Regions from separate parts of the Gossypium hirsutum genome. Here region 2 is linked to region 1. Evidence: chromatin contacts called from public Hi-C data. All regions are on one chromosome and are shown on one strand. Each heading gives the region's core, a stretch centred on a gene start, on an enhancer-like site or on the middle of the called end of the contact. The rest is flanking DNA. Distances are from core to core; before and after follow the strand shown.

Region 1 (4,941 bases), core at 2,394-4,893:
ACATAGTTTTCTTGATGAGTTATGCCGTTGAAGAACTGACACATTCATTTAATATTTGCACAATTTGTATTTCATGCTTCTAATAGTCAATAAAACATAAATGAGCATGTATTAGATCCCCAGTAAGTAGTTAGACAATCGATAAAATTCTTGAAAACGTGAAAATTAACAACAAAGAAATTACCATGGCTGAATCCTACATGGTAGGCTCTCGGAAAAGTCACAACAAATTCACCAGGATTCTGTATTAACCTAAAGAAACAACAGAATTAACATAAATAGGACTTCAAATGATTCAGAAGATAACACCAAATGGCACACTCTGTAGTACAAAGCTAGCCTCAAAAGTTTTCCAAGAATGGGACATTAACATCCTCACATCTGCGAGTTCAATATCATTAGGGGATCAGGGGAGACTGAGGATAAAATTTTTCAAAAGAATAAGATCAACTCACCTGCAACAAGGAATGCCAGATGCGACAATCAACTCAGGTGATAGAAGAGTTGTCTTCTCACCCAATAATGACAGAGCAGCTGGCAATAAAGGAAACTGAAACTGAGTTACAAGAAAGATATAAAAGTTGCAATAATCAACTAAATTCTGATAGATGTCAAATGTTTCACTCAAGGGAGGTATTCTAAACATTCTAGAATTAGCAAAATAACAATTTTATAAGCCTCCCACAAATTCTATGATTGGTGAGAGATAAACAATTCCAGACTAGAAAGTCCAATAAAATATCTACTATAATTTGTAAGACATGAAACAAAATCATGCAATATGTTCTTAAATCCCACCCAGAGGTAATGCTCAACGACCTAATATACAATAGCAAAAAGTGACATACCTAAGCGGTCGATGTTTCCACCATAAGCCTCGGCGCGGATAACTTCCTCAAAAGCAAACGCATGATCTCCAGGAACAGCATACCAAGTCTTTGAAGAACCAGTATGAAGAAAATTCATGCTATGAAGCTCATGGTCTTCAACATGCCATGCAAACCAGCTAAACAACATGCCAATATAAACCATGGGGGAAGTAACACCAGGAATATCATCAGGCATAAATCGTGTAAGTGAGCCAGCTGAGCGAGCAATCACTTGAAGGTTCCAAGGACTATTTGAAAGCTTCCAACCTGCAGTACCTTCCATATCATTACTAGCATTTCCACTCTTTCTTTTAGAGTGTGAATTTACATCTGATGCAATGGTTGACAATGTAGTAGATGACTTGGGTGTTTCTACACGTGTATCTGGATCACTTTTAACAGAAGTATTGTTAATCTCAACCATTTGTGAATAATTTACAGCATCAATCTCATCTTTCCTGCAATCAGAGTTTTCCCTCCAGTATGACATCCTCTTTCTCCTCCTCCTATGGAAATACCGAAATTGACCCTCTGGTTCCCCGAAACCTGATCCAGGGACATCATTAGCATATTCCACATATATAGACTTCTCCGAAGCCACCTTCCAAAACAACGCCTCAATATGCAACGGTGATACCTCCTTAAGCAGACCTAATAAACTCTTTGCAAAAGTCTTTGACTTGGACTCAAACTGCTCCAACGTATATATCTCCCCACTTTGCCACACTTGTTTCTGAGCACCACATTGTGGACTACTAACCACCCCTTTCATTCTCTTCCCACTCCATCCCAACTCCTGATGCCTAGTCGTAAACACCGCCCTTCTTTCCCGCTCATCACCACCACTATCCCCAAAATTCGAAACAGAACCAATATTCACATCACTTCCTAATTCCGGAGACTTGGACAGTGACCTATTCAAGTTGTTAAAGACATACTTTTTTGATGGTTTAGGCAACGGTGGGATAATCTTACATATGCCATAAGCACCAGCTTCTTTCTCAATCTTTGATATATATGCAATAGGGTCAGCAAACTCGGTATCAGTTGGCCGAAATTCAGGTGCCAATGGCAACCGTTTAAGCCATTTTGGTATTTCCACATTTCCCATTTACAACAAAATTTCTAAACAACAAGGAACAACGTAAACCAATCAAATCATTAACCTTCAACATACATTGCTCGTAGATGTTTGAAAGTAAAAGGCATGAAAATTAACAAAAACCCAACTCTCAAAATCACTAGATTCCATTGTTCTAACACGTTTCCAACATGGGTTTCTCTTGTTTCCTACTTTTCCTTCAATTGAAACTACATAAAACTCCAAAGTTTAGGGAAAAAGTTCGAATCTTTTTGCTTGAAAATACCTATCAAAGAAATCGGAAAAGGAAAAAAAAATTAAAACCTGGTGAACCGCCTGAAGCCGCTTGAAAATCTTGACATTAGTTTTGAAAAAGCGGCAAAGAAGAGAGAGAGAAAGCTAGGTTTTGATCAACCGAAGTGGTGCAAGTTAGCAGGGGAGAGTGGAAAAGGGCTAACGTGCAAGGGGGGATGTTGATGCAAATTGGGTGGACCGTACGATATTTGGTGGTTTGATGAGGTAAGATTGGGGTGTATTATAATAGGCCACTTGCATGAAAAGAAGTATAAAATTTGATGAAAAGAACATCTATGGTGTTAGAAAAGGATTTGGCTCAACTTATGGGACCTCTATTATTCATGGGGTAAATTCCTTACTTAATCACTCAACTTTTAAACTACTTTCATTTTGATCACTCAAAATAAAATTTTTATAATTTGGTCACTGCCATTAGATTTTCTTTTTTTTTGTCATTTTATTCGCCAAACGTTAAATCCTGACTAGGCACATCACATCACCATTTTTTTCCTCATCTTCTTGCTAACCACACCACCCTTCCATGTCCTGCTTCCCACACCAGATTATAACTTTCAAATCCATTCTCCCACCTATTCTTCTAGTCATTTTTCATCAAACCCATGGAAATCTTCGATTGTTTCTTCTTTTCTCAAATTATTTAGTGTTTCCAAATTAAATTTACAGCAAAGAAAGGCAAGTCATCTTACTTACCTACCGACTCTATTAGAAATATGAGAATCCAAAATGAAGGTAGAACGGAACCGAGAACTTCATTGGGATGTAGAGATGCTGCGGCGGAATCCACAGCTCTGAAAATGACATGGCTTCTTATAAAATAAGAAACCATACAATATACAATATACACAGACTTTTGAACTTATATACGGTGAGAATTCTGCAACTCCAAAACAATTAAACAACACATAAAAAAGCAAAAAATCAGAATATGAACAAAGTTAACATTTCTTACTCCAAATGTAACAAAACGAAATCGAATTCCACTTTGCTTTTGCATTCAAACAGACACAAGTAGCATCCATAGATACTCAAAATAGATTGAGCAAATATAATACTTAACCCTTCTATGAGAGATCAGATAAAAAGCTCAGTAGGAAGCACAAATTTAAAGAAAAAGCCGGAGATAGGAAAAATAAGAGGAAAATAAGAAAAGAAGTAAACATGGCAAGCGAAGCAGTAAAGGTCAGAGCTTTCAGCTGCAAGGGAGTTTAGGTGGAGCTGGCAATCGTGTAGCCATGGCATCTTGATTGGTTGGGGTAATCGATGGAATGTGACCTTAGTAAGAAAGCTGACAGTGGTGGGAGAGTGGTGTGAAGGAAGATAAACAAGAAGAATGAAAGAATTCGATTGGCCCAAAAGTTTGAGCTTGGTCAAAGAATGAGATTTGACTAACAAGTGGACTAAGGATTTAAAGCTTGAGGAATTAAAACGATAAATTTTTTTTAATGGCGTTTATCAAATTGCAAAATTTTGTTTAATGATTAAAATGAAATTGCTTTAAAATTGCATCATCAACTAGGTAGTTTATTTTTATTCATATTATTATTATTATTTAATAATTATTATAAATTTTGATCATATCTATTTTTTTACACAATAGTCCTCTATCCCCAACCCATAAATGAGAGAATAATAAGTTTTAACATACTCGGACCCACATCTTCTTTCATTGACAACAATATTCATATTAATTAAGTTAAAACTCAATGGACCCTATTTTTTTTAAAAGGACATATTATGATTACTATTCCAACTCCATATATTCAATTTATACAAACGAGTTTTTTGGTAAAAATATTTTTTTGGTCTCTTTTAATGTTAATATGAAGCAAATTGATCCTTCAAAAAAGAGTTAAAACAATCTAATTATTGCTAATTTTGAAAATGGGAAATTAAGAATAATTAATTACAATAATTAATATTTTTCGTCAATTGTATATAATTTTAATTGATATAATAACAAATTAAACTCTTAATATTTACTTATTTTATCAATTTAGTATTTATTAGAAGTGTCCATAGGTTAGATTAGGCCGAAGCTCGGTTTCAAAATATTTTTCAAGTCCAAATTTTTTTTTGTGCTGGTCCAGCTCTCTCAAAAAGTCCATTTACTATTACAAATAATAAAATATTAAAAATATAATTTTCGGTTGGTATTTTATATATTTGATAGTTAAAATTTAATTTAAAAATATATTTTATTATTTAGATTGAATTTGGGTCGAACCAGCTTAATTGAAGTGTAAGACAGATTATCCAAACCTTAAACAAGTCATTATAGAAAATTTTTAAAAAATGTATAAATTTTTTAAAGAATATAAAAATTTCAAAAGAAATATATTAAATTTTATCTTAAAATATATATAGAAAGAATTAATATGAATTAAATTATTTCAAATTTAAAAAAAAAGTCACTGAAAAGAATTGAAATTTTTGATTTTATATTTATAAAAACATGTAAATTGGATTAGATGTTGTTGTATAATGCGTCAACTGGGTTTGTTGATGTGATTTGGGTTTTTGAAGTTAACCGATTTACATTGGGTTATGACACATTGAAAAGTCAAAATAAATAAATTTATAACCATCTCAGCCAAGTTGTGTACCAAATTACATTTCCATCTACTACTTCTTCCATATTAAAAAGAATTTATTCTACTAAATGCTACAAACTTC
Region 2 (4,984 bases), core at 1,650-4,149, 130 kb after region 1:
ATAAACAAGTTTAAATAATAGCTTTACAGTTTTTTAATGCAAGTGTATCATATATAAAAGATATATAACCTCTCTTATGCATGATAGACAAAGATTGGGATTAGAAAATTTAACCCAATTGCATTTTTGTTGACATTTTTAGTTGTTACTAACCCACTCACTATACCACCATGTGTTAGGTTTAAGTCAAAACATTTAAAAAGAAATTGTGACTAAATCTCTTAATTTCTGTATGTATATCTATAATTATTTTGTATTTCTTTTATTCATTTAATATGTATATATTAATATAATACCAATGTATTGAAAATTTAAATATGAAGTGCATCATAATAAATGTATCTCTGTGACATGTTGATTTTTCTATTTGTTAGATGGAAATAACAAGAACAAGGTAAAAGTAAAATATATTAAATATTTACTGTGCAAAAATGGGCCCATCTCTAAACTTGGCCCCACCGAAGTCTCTGAGATCACATTTTTGTCTGTGTACGGCTGATGCTCCAAAGTGGCCCCACCCAACACATGATCTAAGGAACATCAAAATGATCCTAGAAAAGTAATAAAAACAAATCTTTGAGGGTACTCTCGTCTAAATAAATTCAGCAATGGCAGCGTGGCAGAAAATTATTATTCCAGGTGGATAAAAAGTAATCTAGGGTTCGGATCCCCAAGCAAAATCACGTGCCATCCTACCCCACATCACGTGCTTGCTACACTTTTAGTTCTCACCGGAATCTTCTTACTTCTTTACTTCACTGAACTTAGCTGGAGATGAGCGAGCTTTGGTTCGCTGTTGTGGGCTCCACTGGCGACACGCTGAATCTCTGCCTTTGCCACGCTGGCAAAGCAACGTGTACGCGTGAAATGGGTCCCCCGTATTCAACATGGTCTCTTGTTTGCACGCACGATGCACATGATCATATGATACACTTGAAAATAACTTAATTGTTCTTTTTTTTTTTAGGGTTGAAAATAACTTATTGTTAAACATAAAAATAATTAAAATTTGAGATAAGAGTAATACACATAAGAGAAATTTATTTATGTTGATTTATAGTTTTTCTTTTATTTATTTATTTCCCTTCATATGAGTGTAGCATACGATTTTTAAGTTTTATTATTCAATACAATACTTAGAACTACCCATAGTTTTTCTCTAACATTTAAATAAGAGGATGATGTGCTTCAACGCACTCAGACCCACGTCCTTTTACATTAGCAATAATATCGATACCAACTGAGTTAAGACTCAATCGACATAATTTTCCTTTTCAAATTATGTTCATTTATAATTAAATATATTAGAATTTATATAGAATATATGATATATTAAATATGATTATAACGTAACATTAAAAAGTAAACATGGATATATAATATAATTTTTAGCCTTTGAGCTTGGTAACTGCGTCCACTTTGGTATTTGCATTTTTTTTTTGTTCATTTTGATACCTAAACTTGGCAACAAGATCCATTTTGGTCATTGAACTTGGATTCCGTCAAAATTTGATGATATAACTAATGTTTTTAGAATATGACTGGATTGGTTGATTGAACCGCTTGTACCAAAAATTGACCTGTTTACTTGTCCAAGCAAAGGGGTTAATAAATTGTTCGAAACCAATAAAAAAAATTGGGACAAAAATCAATAGTTAAGCAACTTGAACTAGTTTAATAAAATTTTTATTTTAAAATTTTTTATGAATTTTTAATGAACATTATATGTGACACTCTAAGATTGTACCATGTAATCACTTCAAAATTTATATAAATTTTTTAATTTTCAAGTGATGATGTGTCACATTATTAAATTTTTAAAATTTTCAAGTTTAGGGAGTAAAATGAATTTAATTATCAAATTCAAGTACCAAAATAGATAAAAAAAATATAAGTATCAAAGTGAAACTAATTACCAAATTTAGGGGCTAAAATTTATATTATTCCAATTATTAAATATATAAGTACAGTACCGTAATCTGCTCAGTTATTAGGCCCCTATGTGGAAGCTGACTCAATTGACCATTTTGCCCATGCGATGTTCATTGGTAAACAAAATTGCAAAGTACATGTTAGTCATGGAAATATAGGAAGGTTACCCTGACTTTCCCTTCATCAACTCCATGTGTGTGTGACAACTAATTGCTAATTGAAAAAGACATATTCATATATTACATGATAAATTGACTATCTTTTAAAGAAAAATATATATGAATATTTATAAAGAAATTGAAAATTTGTTGCCATACGACTGTCTAACAATAGCACATCATGTGAGCATCAACTAGTACCAAATTATTTGTTTTTACACATAATTAGTCAAACTCAATAGAGTGTAAGCTATGAATTAATTCAATGATTTTTTTAAACAGTATGTTTAAAATATTAAAATATCTAATTGGTGATTAAGATTGAAATGTGAACAACTAGTGAGTTAACAACTTCAACTCAAAACTTAATTTCAATGGATGCTTCTTTTTTGTCTTAAAAATATATTTTTATCAAAGAATTAAAGAGATATATAAATAAATGTCCCCAACACATTTTAATAATTATAATATATTTGTTGAAAAAAATATAGACAAAACAAAACACCTTTCTCTTCTTGTCTTTAAAGGGAAGAAATGGTATGCTTATAAGTTATCATAGGTTTCATGAGACTGCTATGTTAATAATAATCATAATAAAAAAATGACAATTTATTTTTAAAAAATAATGAATATAGAATGAGCATTGGGTGAAAACTTTCCAACCTAACATGAGTGCATGACTCCAACACCACTCCTTTCATTTCAAATGGCTAAATAAAACCTTGAAAAATTAAAATAATTAAAAAGAAAAAATATGAAGTAAAAAAATAGTGTAAAGGGGGACATGGGGGGCAATAAGGGGGAGACACAAGACTTCAACATCAAGACAACAAGGGGAAAGTAAAGGACAGCTAGCAATGAATTGAAGTGATAACAATTATTATTATCATTATTAATACCCCCTTCTTCAAATCTCTCCTTTTATTTAAGCCTTTCTTTCTTTTCTCTCCCTCTTTCAAAACTTTCCTCCTATTTCCCTTCCCTTCCTTCTTAATCAAGGTATTGTTTCAATGTTCATGTATTTGATATTCAGTTTGAATTTTAATTTCCAAGGATTGGATTTTCGAACTTGTTTGGTGGCTCAGATTTTCAGAATTTTTTGGATGTTTTTGAAAATTGGGTTTTTTTTCTATGGTGGGAAGATAGTTTTGTTGGAATTCTCAGTGAACTTTTCCTGTTTGGTAGCTGAGAAAGTGGAGGAAATGACAAGGAATTGAATTGAATTTGAACCGAATTAGTAAAAGTAGTATGATTTTGTTATTGGTTTCGGTTTTTATTAAACACTGTAAACATTTTGAAGCTTTCTGCTGCTATTTGATTCAATGAATGAATTTCACTGAATTTCAACACTCAAAGCAATTTATATACTGACGAATTCAATTTTGCCAACTTTCTTTCAGGTTTCTCGAGAAAATTCACTTCATTTTCCTGGAAATTATCTCTTAATTCCAGAAAGTTTTGCTCACTGATTAGTAACAAAGGTTTGCTTCAAAATCACTCTGAATTTCTTTTATCCCTCAAATTTCGAAAAAGCAATAATTTAGTAATGGCTACTTTTAACTAAGACATTAAAATTAAAAAAATGAATTAATTTCAGGTTTTTTTTATTGGTTGTTTGCAGATTTGTTTCAATTGTTAGTGCCATATAGTAAACATGATTGGATCAACGGATTTCATTGATGAGATAGATTGCGGCAGCTTCTTCGATGACCTCATCGACTTCCCTAACGGAGATGTCGAAGCCTACGACTCCACCGCCGTCATCAACGCCGCCGCGTTTCCTACTATTTTGACAACTCAGCCCGAGTCATTACCTTTTTCTGACTCGGTTTTTCTCAACAACAGTGCTTCCGAGCTTTCCACTGAACTCTTTGTTCCGGTTAGTGTACTGTAACTACTGTTTTTATTCATCAAATAATAAAAAGCTTTTTTATTTTTATTTTTTTATGTTATATTCATATTCGATTAATTTGTAATTATTTATCAATTAAATTAATATTTAGTTAATTTATAATAACAAATGAATTATATTTTATCTTATTTTTTGCTTATTAAAGTTGATTTTTTTGGGAATTTATATAAATTTAAAAATGGTTATTTATTTATTAATATTGATTGTCGGGTGGAAATGTGGAGTCCACCCAAGACTCGAGACTTTCGCATTATTTAGACTAGTAATTATTGCTTCAATTATGGAAGTCACGTGATTCGCCATGTGCTTCCCTTTACTATGCTTAGGTGAAATTATTTGGTGAAACTATTTTTGAAAAAATTATTATTTTAATTATTACCACATAACATAGTTATAAAATTAAAAGAACTCAAAAATTTAATTCAATGGGTTCGTATAATTATTTTCGGTAATTTTGTTATTGCAGTATGAAGATATTGTTCAATTGGAATGGATGTCAAAATTTGTTGAAGATACTCAGTGTGGAGCAAGCTTGACAAAAAAGAAAGAAGATTCCTCTTCAATCAGTGAGGTAGAACAACGGTCCATGTTTCGTGTTGTGTTCATGTTATGTTCATAGGAAGCATATCAATTTTCAAATGTTCATATATTTATGTTGTTTTGGATAAAAAATTTCAGGGATCCAATAATCAATTCCAGACTTGCAGTCCGGTTTCGGTTCTTGAAAGTAGCAGCTCAAGTTCAGGAGTGAAACCATTGCCGCACAGTCCTGAAACGTCTGCCCCCGGGAAATGCGGACGTCCACGAAGCAAACGTCCTCGTCTGGCCACTTTCAATCATCTTCCAGGAGTTCAGATGACCTCCCCAGCTTCATCTGTCAATGAGAACGACATTCCCCAGCCGTTTGCTGTCCCGAAGGTGCTGTCGGATTCTGAGAACTATGCTGAGTCCCGGCTTCTGATCAAATTACCGAAACAAGTCA

The links. A called contact is a pair of places that touch in the nucleus more often than the background predicts.
Region 2: a Hi-C map of leaf shows a contact between it and region 1, with 1.7 times the contacts expected there. The contact joins the promoter of LOC107957383 here to the promoter of LOC107957377 in region 1. A contact is called at or near these places in 12 of 34 Hi-C or Micro-C datasets (anther, hypocotyl, leaf and 2 more).

What each region holds. Positions count from the first base shown.
Region 1 is chrA05:39,195,154-39,200,094 of Gossypium_hirsutum_v2.1, forward strand. LOC107957377 (probable lysine-specific demethylase ELF6) reads right to left here and starts at 3,644. Exons shown (of 7, transcript XM_016892887.2): 1 at 849-3,644; 2 at 456-534; 3 at 185-252. The coding sequence starts at 1,980.
Region 2 is chrA05:39,327,129-39,332,112 of Gossypium_hirsutum_v2.1, forward strand. It overlaps LOC107957383 (GATA transcription factor 8), which reads left to right and starts at 2,900. Exons shown (of 5, transcript XM_016892897.2): 1 at 2,900-3,089; 2 at 3,491-3,571; 3 at 3,712-3,969; 4 at 4,469-4,573; 5 at 4,681-4,984. The coding sequence starts at 3,745.